Linked DNA regions of Zea mays: regions 2 and 3 are each linked to region 1. The links are chromatin contacts, called in public Hi-C maps. All regions are on one chromosome and are shown on one strand. Each heading gives the region's core, a stretch centred on a gene start, on an enhancer-like site or on the middle of the called end of the contact. The rest is flanking DNA. Distances are from core to core; before and after follow the strand shown. Region 1 holds the start of LOC100280613. Region 2 holds the start of LOC100191917 (UDP-glycosyltransferase 72B1). Region 3 has its middle 47 kb from the start of LOC100193429.

The links. A called contact is a pair of places that touch in the nucleus more often than the background predicts.
Region 2: a Hi-C map of ear shows a contact between it and region 1, with 3 times the contacts expected there. The contact joins the promoter of LOC100191917 here to the promoter of LOC100280613 in region 1. A contact is called at or near these places in 2 of 25 Hi-C or Micro-C datasets (ear and leaf).
Region 3: a contact with region 1 is called in a Hi-C map of leaf, with 7 times the contacts expected there. The contact joins the enhancer-like site here to the promoter of LOC100280613 in region 1. A contact is called at or near these places in 2 of 25 Hi-C or Micro-C datasets (leaf and tassel).

The regions. Positions count from the first base shown.
Region 1 is chr9:40,828,926-40,832,519 of Zm-B73-REFERENCE-NAM-5.0, forward strand. It overlaps LOC100280613, which reads left to right and starts at 1,803. Exons shown (of 3, transcript NM_001153531.1): 1 at 1,803-1,961. The coding sequence starts at 1,956.
Region 2 is chr9:41,150,358-41,153,510 of Zm-B73-REFERENCE-NAM-5.0, forward strand. LOC100191917 (UDP-glycosyltransferase 72B1) reads left to right here and starts at 1,718. Exons shown (of 1, transcript NM_001137341.1): 1 at 1,718-3,153. The coding sequence starts at 1,719.
Region 3 is chr9:41,333,302-41,336,894 of Zm-B73-REFERENCE-NAM-5.0, forward strand. It overlaps the pseudogene LOC103638291. Among protein-coding and RNA genes, the nearest start is that of LOC100193429, 47 kb to the left of the region's middle. Within about 2 kb of position 1,575, at least 10 of the 20 cell types and tissues checked have an H3K27ac peak or open chromatin away from gene starts, as enhancers often do. A contact at or near this core is called in leaf, where this site is marked.

The sequences.
Region 1 (3,594 bases), core at 553-3,052:
GAAATGCTAGTGGTCGGCTTCGAGAAATACATGGAGCCGGGCATCTGGCAGGCCAACTCCGCATACGGTTCCCATGTCGACACCCAACTCCTGCAAAGTGGTTCCTTCAGCAGATTCAGCAGCCAATATTATTTTTCTCCCAGCGTCTTCTTCCTCTTGGGTTTGATCCGTACGCATGGACAAGTTATAACTTTAAAAGGCAATAATGAATGAGTTGTGTCCGAGATCTGTATGGAGTTCATGGCGGAGAAAAAAAAAGGCGCGGGGGAGAGCAGTCCGCGTCCGCGTCAAGACTGCCAACAGTCAGCAGGAGGGCAAATTTGCAATTACTCGTGCGTGCTAGGCTACACAGTTCGCTCACTCCGCAGGGTGTTAATGGATCAACATCCAAATGTCATTTAAAAAAAGTTAGGATCTTAAATAATTTTAGTTTTAAATAATAAATAGTAATAGGATCTGATTCTAATCCGATTTGATTTTTAAAGTTTGTAGTGTAAAATCTAGAGTTTATTATCATCTCTATCACCACATGATATGATGTGCCGTTCCGTTTACTTGACTCCACGGCCGGCACTGGTGTGGTGGTTCAACTTTTTTCTCATCAAATTTTCTAACAATTTAACTATGGAAAGAATATGGTTGTAGAGATAATCTAAGGGGTATTTGGTTTGAGGAATCACTTTATCCAAAATATGATGGTGTATCATGGGTCCATTACTCAAATTTGGTGGGACGACCTCATTCCTCTTATTAGTACTAACTAAATAACTATAAGGAATTAGGTGATGGTGGATCAACTCAATCCATTCGACAAACCAAACAAAAAAGTGAGAAGTGAGAAGACGATGTACTAGATCATTTCTCAAACCAAACAGCCTAAGTATCGTTGAGATTACGTGCGGAGAAAGATAAAATTATCTATAGGATTCATAATCTAAAATGTAAAAGATTCCTACTATTTCAACAAACTTAACGAATTATATATTTATTTTGATTTTGAATGATATTTAACAAATTGAAAAACTAATCGTTTGGCTGACCGGAAAACTAATCGTTTGGCCGTCCCCAACATCTTTTTTGGTGGTTAAAATCTGTAAAAAGCCGAAACAGCGCCGAGGCCAGTGTCAGGTCTGAACGCACGCAGTATTTTATATCTTGCTTCCTGGTCCAGCGGCGGAGCTCTGTCCGGTTCCAGACGCTGTATTAGGCACACGATGACATGCCCAGCTGTCATACCATATTGGCAATAAACTAATTAACAATAATAAATAATAATAATAATTCCTACGCAGTTGACATTCGACGCATCGCCCGCCAGCTCGGATCCAGTTCTAGAGCTACGCCACGGGACGAATTTGGGCCAAAAGTTCCAACAAATCTCTTTTTGATTTCAAGCAGAGAAGAATTACGCCACGGGGACCCACACCCACCCAAGCAGTAGGAAGTAAAACAAAGGCTACGATCCAGTCTAGAGATTCCGAGCGCCAGCGAAGCGCTCCTCCACCGGGCTCACCACCGACGTGCGGCCCCCTCGCCACCGCCGCCGCCGCCGCACCGGTCAAAACCCCGCCGGCTGCCTGCCTCTTCTCCTGCCCCCACCCACACGCTACGTCTGACCAACTGGCCCCCACCGGCGGCGCGGCTCACATCACGCTTCCCGGGCCCCTCGATAACCGCCGGGTACAATCGATTTTTAGGCGCAGCACTCCCCCTCCCACCACTCGACTCAGTACAAGTTGCCAAGTTCTCCGTCACCAGCTTTCCTTTTCTTTTTCAATTCTCCACAGCGATTCGTCTCCTCTGCTCTTATCTCCGCTGTGCCTGTGCCTGACTTTTCCTCCTCTTCGTCCCCTCCCACCCGCAACCGCACAGAGAAAGGGGAGGAGGCTCTCTACCCAGCGCAGCCCGAGCACCCCTCCCCCCGGATCGGGACCCCTGCTCTGCGCAATCCACCCATGGCGGTACGTGCAAGGCTCTGCGCTGCCTCTGGCTGGCGTTTCTTTCTTTCTTTTTTCTTTTTGTAATCTATATTCCGCCCACACCCGGCGATGTTAGCCTGTGGAATCGGTGCTCGTTGTCCTTGGTCGAAGTGAGCTCGTCTTGTGTTGAAAGCTCGGTCCGGCTAGTTTCGAGCGGCGGGGATCTGTTTCTCCTGTTGGTTGGCATCAAAGCCGGGTGGGCTGGCCGAGTATTCTTTCTCCTCGAGGACGTATGCGCTCGATATGATAGGTCTAGGAAAACTAGTGGGATGCTTCTTTCTCGTGTGGTTGAGCTGCGTTCACAAGATTGCTTGATTGATTCGTGTATCCTAAAGTCTCGGGAGAACTATGTGTACCGGGTCGGGTAGGTTGGCGTTTTTGTATCGGGGCCTGTGATTGTCAGCGGAGTCCACGCCTTTGCTCTGCATTCGGTCAGGGAGTTTCATAACGGATTCCATGTTCACTGCAACTACAACGCAGTCAATTAGAATTAGCAGCCCAGCCTATAGCTGTTGCCGTGAAGACGCTGAAACGGAAACATAGCCTAAGTGGTTTCGTTCAAATCTTTTGTCTGCTACTCGTGGGCTTGTGGCTATGGCCATGGCCATGGGCTGTAGTTTTATTGATCCAACATTAGATTGTTATTCTGTTGTTAAAGCTATGGCAAGTCTGAAAGCCAAATGGACGGAGATGGACGACTACGGAGAAACGCTCATGAATATACATGCGGGATTATGCACGTATGCAGGCCAATGGTCACTCAAAGAGGCCCGTTCCCTTACCAGTACACTTAGAAAACTACTTTACTCACTAAAGCGTTCATTGGAGACTTGGTGTTCTTTTTTTCTGAATAGCATGCTTGTTGGTTACTGCTAAGAACATTGTGGAACTTGATTATTGGTTTGATAATGGAACCATGGTTTTTCATTTTAGGAAGACACTGATAGATCACATCCCTTTTTTTTGTATTGTAGTTAACCGACCAATTTATCTGTTAGGAACAGAAATAATGACTCTGCAGCCTATCCTTCATATAAAGGGTGGTGTACCTAATTCCTGTTTTTAAGGGGCTATCGGTTGAATCATGCCTGGGAATATCAGCATGGCAGCTGAATCTTCCCATGAAAGCTGTCATGAATTTTTTTTTTGGAAACTGTTAACAACTTGACATGCCAACTCTTTTCTTGATGCTAGTTTGATCTCTAGAATATATGTTCTGATTTTTTGTTTATAAGGAATATATGTTCTAATTCAACTTAGTTGTCAAGAGATCACAACTCACAGGTCAATAACTATGTTACATAATATGTCTTTGGTGCTAATGAATGTTGAGCCACTAATATTGTCCCATGCTGGCATGCTATGTAATCAGAATACGTAATTCATGATTACTGCAAGTATATACTCCTGTTTTCTGATTTTTTTTGTCTGTACCATCATTCTCCGCATGAAGACTCCTGCACATGATGGAATATTCATTAATAGCTGCATTTGCCCCTCATTAGGACACCTGCATATTTAGTGGAACCACAACCCCAACATCTTGCATACCATAGAAATTGCTTGGGCACAAGTTTATGACGTGATCTAGTGCTTCAGTATTGCGCCACTCAAG
Region 2 (3,153 bases), core at 468-2,967, 320 kb after region 1:
GTTAGTCGCCACATACTACTTTACCAAATAGACTGAAGTCGTTGCTCTAAAGAACATGACACACATAGAGCCATAGAGGTAATTGAGTTTATAACTGAGCATATTATTCATAGATTTGGCATTTCTCAGACTTTGACCATAGACCAGGGGACTTCTATTATGTCAAAGGAGGTACGTGAGTTTGTTGAATCATATAGAATTAAATTGCTCAATTCATCTCCATATTATGCTCGGGCCAATAGACATGCCGAGTCTAGCAATAGGACATTGATTAGCCTAGTAAAAAAGAAGATATCTGATCATCCTAAGCATTGGCATAAGGTCTTGTCTGAAGATTCATGGGCTCATAGAATATCTAAACACTGCGCTACTAAAGTATCTACGTTTGAGCTTGTTTATGGCAGGAACCAGTGTTGCCTGTAGAGGTAAGCCTAAATGCTGTCAGGAGCACCAGGCAAAATGATCTGACTGTCGGTGATTATTATAATTCAATGATGGACAATATTGATGAAGTGACCGACAAAAGAGTGATAGCTCTAGGAGAAATAGAGAAGGACAAGATCATGGTCGCCAAATCTTACAACAAGAAGGTCAAGGCTAAGTCATTCCAGGTAGGAGACCTGGTGTGGAAGACCATCTTTCCTGCTAGCTGAAGGGAGATGAGCGACCGAGATAGCTATAAAAAAGGACAGTTCTCCTTTTTAACTCGTATCTTCTTAGCATTTGGCTAAGATAAAATACAATATCTAGAGTTTAATATCTGGTATGTGGCATATATCTACTTTAATATTAAATTTAATTTTTGGTGAGGGTCTACTTTAATTTTAAATTTATTTTTTGTGGGAATGGTCCATCACACTGGCTTGCCACTGGACCCTCACATGTTGTACCATTGCACTATACCATCAAATATGATTGGCGTGCTGTTGCAATACCCAGACATTGTACTAGTTACATACTCCCTTCGTCCCAAAATATTAGTCGTTTTAGCTCTTAATTTTTATGTCTATGTTCAAATGGATGATAACGAATCTATACACATGTGTAAAAAAATACATTAACTATTGTATGAAACAGTAAAACGAATTAGCTACCCGTGTTTCGATGCAAGTGCTAAAGTTAGCAAATGAATATAGAAAGACATCTATACCCTAATTAATGTGGTGTGGGAGAGAGAGTGTGAGGTAAAAAAAGTAGGAGATGTCTTTTCCTTGTCCCTCACTAATTTTATCTCACTTTAGCACACCTTAAAGAAACTAAACTGCTAATAAATACTAAAGTTTAGCATTTTATTTTTAGCTTGTTTCAGCATTTCTATTTAATATCTAAGTGCTAAAGTTTAGCAACAAATATATTGTTAGACTTTGGCACCGCCTAATTGTCCAATTGAGTGGCAATGGTTCTATGCGTGCCCAACGTGGTAACACCTCACTACATAGAATATAGAATATAGAATATAGAATATAGAATATAGGTGCCCTTCAATTATTGTGCGCGTGACCGAATTTGTTTGTAGAGATCAAATTTGCCACGCATTCCAAAGAACCCTAGTGCATTGGAAGTCATGCATCTGTCCAAAATCCAAATACTAAAGAAGTTGGTTGGTGGTATACGGAGTACTGGCAAAGTCGCATCAGTCACCAACACTAATCACACTTTACTAGCCACACCAACGTATCAGCTCCACCCCTTCGGCCACACAACCCAGGTGATCGACCATGTCCTCGCCGGCACCATCATCGGCCTCCAGGTCCAGCCACGGCTCACGAGGCTCCCCGCGCATCGTCCTCTTCCCGAGTGCTGGCATGGGCCACCTGGTCCCGTTCACCCGCCTCGCCGTCGCGCTTTCCGCCGGCCACGGTTGCGAGATCTCCCTCCTGACGGCGCTGCCCACAGTTTCGTCCGCGGAGTCCCGCCACATCGCCGCGCTCTACGCTGCGTTCCCCGCCATCCGGCAGCTGGACCTCCGCTTTGCCCCTTTCGACGCGTCGTCCGAATTCCCCGGCGCCGATCCATTCTACCTCCGCTACGAGGCCCTGCGCCGCTGCGCGCCCTCGCTCCTCGGCCCGCTCCTCGCTGGCGCAGGCGCGTCGGCTCTCGTCGTGGACATGGCGCTGGCCTCCGTGGCCATACCCGTAGCCAGGGAGCTCCACGTCCCGTGCTTCGTCTTCTTCACCGCGTCGGCCACGATGCTCTCATTCAAAGCCTACTTTCCCACCTACCTCGACGACGTCGGTGCCGGACATGGCGTTGGCGATGTTGACGTGCCCGGCGTGTACCGCATCCCAAGTTCGTCCGTCCCACAGGCGCTGCATGATCCCGACAACATCTTCACCCGGCAGTTCGTCGCGAATGGACGGGCGCTCGCGACAGCCGACGGCCTCCTGGTCAACGCCTTCCACGCCATGGAGCCGGAGGCCGTCGAGGCACTACAGGGTCGCTTCGTGCTCTCCGTTCTGCCGCCCGTGTTCGCCGTGGGGCCGCTTATGCCGGTGAACGACCTCCGGGAGACAGGGGAGGCAGCGCAAAAACAGGGGAACTATAGGGCGTGGCTGGACGAGCAGCCGCCGCGGTCTGTGGTGTATGTCAGCTTTGGCAGCCGCAAGGCTCTCCCCAAGGACCAGATCAAGGAGCTCGCCGCCGGACTAGAAGCGTGTGGCCACCGCTTCTTGTGGGTTGTGAAGGGCGCTGTCGTGGACAGGGATGACGCTGGGGAGCTCAGCGAACTGCTTGGCGAGGCCTTCCTGCGGCGCGTGCATGGCCGTGGCCTGGTGACCAAGTCGTGGGTGGAGCAAGAGGAGGTGCTCAGGCACCCGGCCGTGGCGCTGTTCGTCAGCCACTGCGGATGGAACTCGGTGACGGAGGCAGTGAGCAGCGGCGTGCCGGTGCTGGCGTGGCCAAGGTTCGCGGACCAGCGAGTGAACGCCCGCGTGGTGGTCCGTTGCGGGCTCGGCGTGTGGGCTGATCAGTGGAGCTGGGAGGGGGAAGAGGCGCTGGTGAGAGCGGAGGAGATCACAGCGCTGGTGATGGAGGCTATGGAAGATGACGCGATGGCAGTGAAAGCGGCGAATGTCCGCGAGGCTGCGTCGAGAGCCGTTGTGGACGGCGGCACGAGCTACCGAAGCCTGGCGGCGTTCGTGCGTCGTTGCACCG
Region 3 (3,593 bases), core at 325-2,824, 500 kb after region 1:
AGTGACCACCGCTGTTGTCCTGCCACAGGCCACCTGGTGGCTTGAGGCCAGTCTGGTAGGTGACGCTCGCGGCAAGGACACCTAGCAGCATCAAGTATTCACGCTTGTTCTTGTCAGAGTCCTCTTTTTGCTGCTGTGCTTTTTCCACCGACGTTTTAGTTGCCTGTTTCTCGCAGCGTCCTGCACCTCCGTTCTTTTCTCTTGATGATCTAGAGTCAGAGGGCGGCGACTCTTCTAATGTTGTATTCTTTCTTCTACTACAGATGTTGCAAACACCGGAGCCACCAATGTCGTCAACACATAGATGGAAGTAGGGGCGGATCCAGAAAATGAATACCTCTATGGCTACAAATGCAAACACCGCAGCCACCAATGTCAACACATAGATGGAGGTGCGCACATCCCTGGAGCTCCCAGCGGCATAGGCTCCCATGAGGCCAAACATGCCGGCCACCATGCACACGTACAGCGCGTAGCACCGTATCCCTGGCCTGTACAGGTTGGGGTTGACGAGCAGAACAATGAGAGCCACCGACGCCATGAAGCTCGCCGCGTTGCAATAGAAGAAGGCGCTGTAGCGGGGGCGGTAGTTGTCGTGGAGGACCGGGTAGCCCGCGCGGTGCCCGCGGGCGCCGTCGTTCTCCGGCCAGAAGCCCCCCGGCGGCGTCAGCCCAGCCTGGTAGGTGAGCGTCGCAGCCAAGATGGCGAGGAGGAGCAGCACCTCGCGCCTGGTCTCCAGCTTCTCCTTGTCCCGGTGGTTGTCCTTGTGGTCCAGCGTGAAGAAGACGATGTGGATGACCACGTAGACCAGGACGACCCCTGCCAGGGCAACCACGTAGATGGAGGTCGTCTCGTCCCTGCAGCTCCCTGCAGCGTACGCGCTGATCAGGCCGAACAGGTCCAGTATCATGGCCGCCTCCAGCGTGTGGCGCTTCAGCAGGAATCTGCTCTGGACCATCAGAATGACGATGAGGGACGCCAGTCACGCCACGAAGGCTGCCGAGTTGCTGTAGAAGAACACCTTGTACCTATAGGTGCCCAAACGGGCGGCCCGGCACGGCCCGGCACGGGCCCGTTAGGCACGACAGTTAAACGGGCCGTGCCCGGTCGGCCCACGTGCCGCAGATGCGGCCCAGGCACGGCACGCCGGCCTGGTAGCCGTGCCGGGCCGGCCCGTTTAATTTGCCCACGTTGTCCATTTAATCAGAAAAACTGCAAAAAAATTGGGCGCAGTGGGGTTTTGAACCCAGGACCTCCCTCTTCTAAGCTGGGAGCACTAAATGTAAGAGGCTAACCAGTAGAACTCTAGCGTATTTGTTGTAAATAGCAAATATAAAATCTAAATATATATATACTATGTTTTATAAAATAAAAAAAATATAATCGTGCCGGGCCGGGCCGGCACTGCGGGCCGAGACAGCGGCCCAAGCACGGCACGGCTGTCGTGTCGGGCCCGACCCGGCACTATTAAACGGGCCGTGCTTCGGGCCGGCCCGTTAAGCACGGCCCATTTGGCCATCTATACTTGTACCGGGTGGGTTGTGTCGTCAGGAGTATCGGGTCACCGTTCCTGTGGCCGTCTCGGGTGTCGGGCCAGAGACCGCCTGGTGGGTCCAGTCCTGCTTGGTATGTGATGCTCACGACAAGGGTCGCAAGAAGCATGACAAGAGACCGAGCCTTTTCCACTTCCACCGCCTCGTCTTCGTGTTTTTGGTCCCTGCATGTAGTAGTTGCACTTTGCAAGCAAAAAAACATAACAAAGAGTTAGTCCTAAATTGCAACTGGTGACTCCTTACTTGTGTTGTGCTGGAAATTAAACACACACACACACCTGTCGCTGCTGATCTGTGGATCTGGTTGGTGGTCCTGCGGTCTGTCAAAGCACCAACCCTTTACTCCTAGCAGACATTTCGAAGCATAATCGCATACAGTTTGGAAGCATCTGCAGCGATTCTTCACTGTGACGGCGACGGCCACCTGGAGGAAGATGTAGGCAAGAACTCCAGCGTTCAGGCAGATGACGTAGGTGCTTTCGTGGACCTCCCTGCAGCTCCCAGCGGCGTAAGCCCCCATGAGGCCCAGGAGCGCCGTGATGGTCAGACCATACAGAGCCACGAAGCGTACGGAGAGCTTGTCGGTGAGCTTCTTGTCGACGACGAGGATGATGATGAGCAGGGACGCGACGAACGCGGTGGTGTTGCAGACGTAGAACGCCCGGTAGCGTCTGGAGTAGTTCTCCTGCAGGACCGGGTCGCTCATCTGGTGCCCATCCTTGGTGTCGCCCCAGAAGCCGCCAGGCGGATTCAGCCCTGCCACGTACGTGATGGTGACTGCGAAGGTGGCGAGCAGCATCAGGACCTCATCCAGTTCTTCGCGTTCATAGCCATGCACATTGGCGGCACTAGTGTCATTATTTTTTGCAGTGTTATGGTCATCCCTATGCTTCTTGCGCGGCAGCGCCAGCACGCCGAGGTACCAGCAGAAAGCGGCTACGACGTAGGCGAAGACAGCGCAGACCAGCAGCGCCGAGTAGATGGTCGTGAACTTGTCCCGGCAGCTCCCGGCGGCGTAGGCACCCATGAGGCCGAGCAGGTCGAGAACCATGACCACCCGCAGCAGAGCCTCCCACCAGCCCGTGTTCTTGCCGTCCAGGACCAGGAGGAGGAGGCTGACCACGAGCGACGCGGCGAACGCGGTGGCGTTGCAGTAGTAGAAGATGAGGTAGCGGTGGCGGTGCGCGTCCTGGAGGATCGAGTCGCCCGCGTGGTGCTGCCCGTCGTCCACCTGCCAGGCTCCTCCCGGCAGGTTTAGCCCGGCGCCGTACGTCACCGTAGCAACCAGACTGGCCAGCAGCAGAAGGTACTGCCTCAGCTGGTATTCCATGGAACCTGAAGCAGGTTTAGCCCCGTCCCCAGCCCCAGGTTGGGACTGGGTGTGGCTTTGTGCGCCGCCGGACGCCATTGGACTGTGAGACGAAGCTACTTTGTTGTTGTAATGTTGTTGTTGTTGGACGCCATTGCCTTATCTGGTTGGTGGGTGTACGTTGAGGTTGCTAGCGGTGGCACCTTGACACTGAGGCCGATATGCTAATGTCATGGCATCATATAGGTCGAGGCGAGGAGCTTAATACGCGATCGAGCACAAGCATCGGCGGCTAGCCTTCTCAGCACGGCAGAATATAACAGGTAGCATATAACAGCGTGCCCGATTGTGTCCTTGCAGGATGACTTGGTTGGGTCGTCTTATTTAAAGTTATATTCCAATCTTTTCTCCCAAGCTCGCGTTGCATTTTGTCGATTATCAATTTGTTGAGCAACGAATTTGTTAGCAAACTCCACAAGATTTGTTTAGAAACCCATAAGGACTTGTTCGGTTCTACCCCAATCCATATGGATTGAGGAGAATTGAGAGAGTTTTAATCTCTAATAAGTCAAAATCTTTCTCAATCCGTATCAATCTCCTCCAATCCATATAGATTGAAAATAACCGAACAAGCCCTAAGTGGGAGGTGGATCTGCTCTCTTCCACGCCACGGCTCAGCGTGAGACGCAATTAATATGACGTATGCAGTATTGATGAAGAGAGCAGTTCTT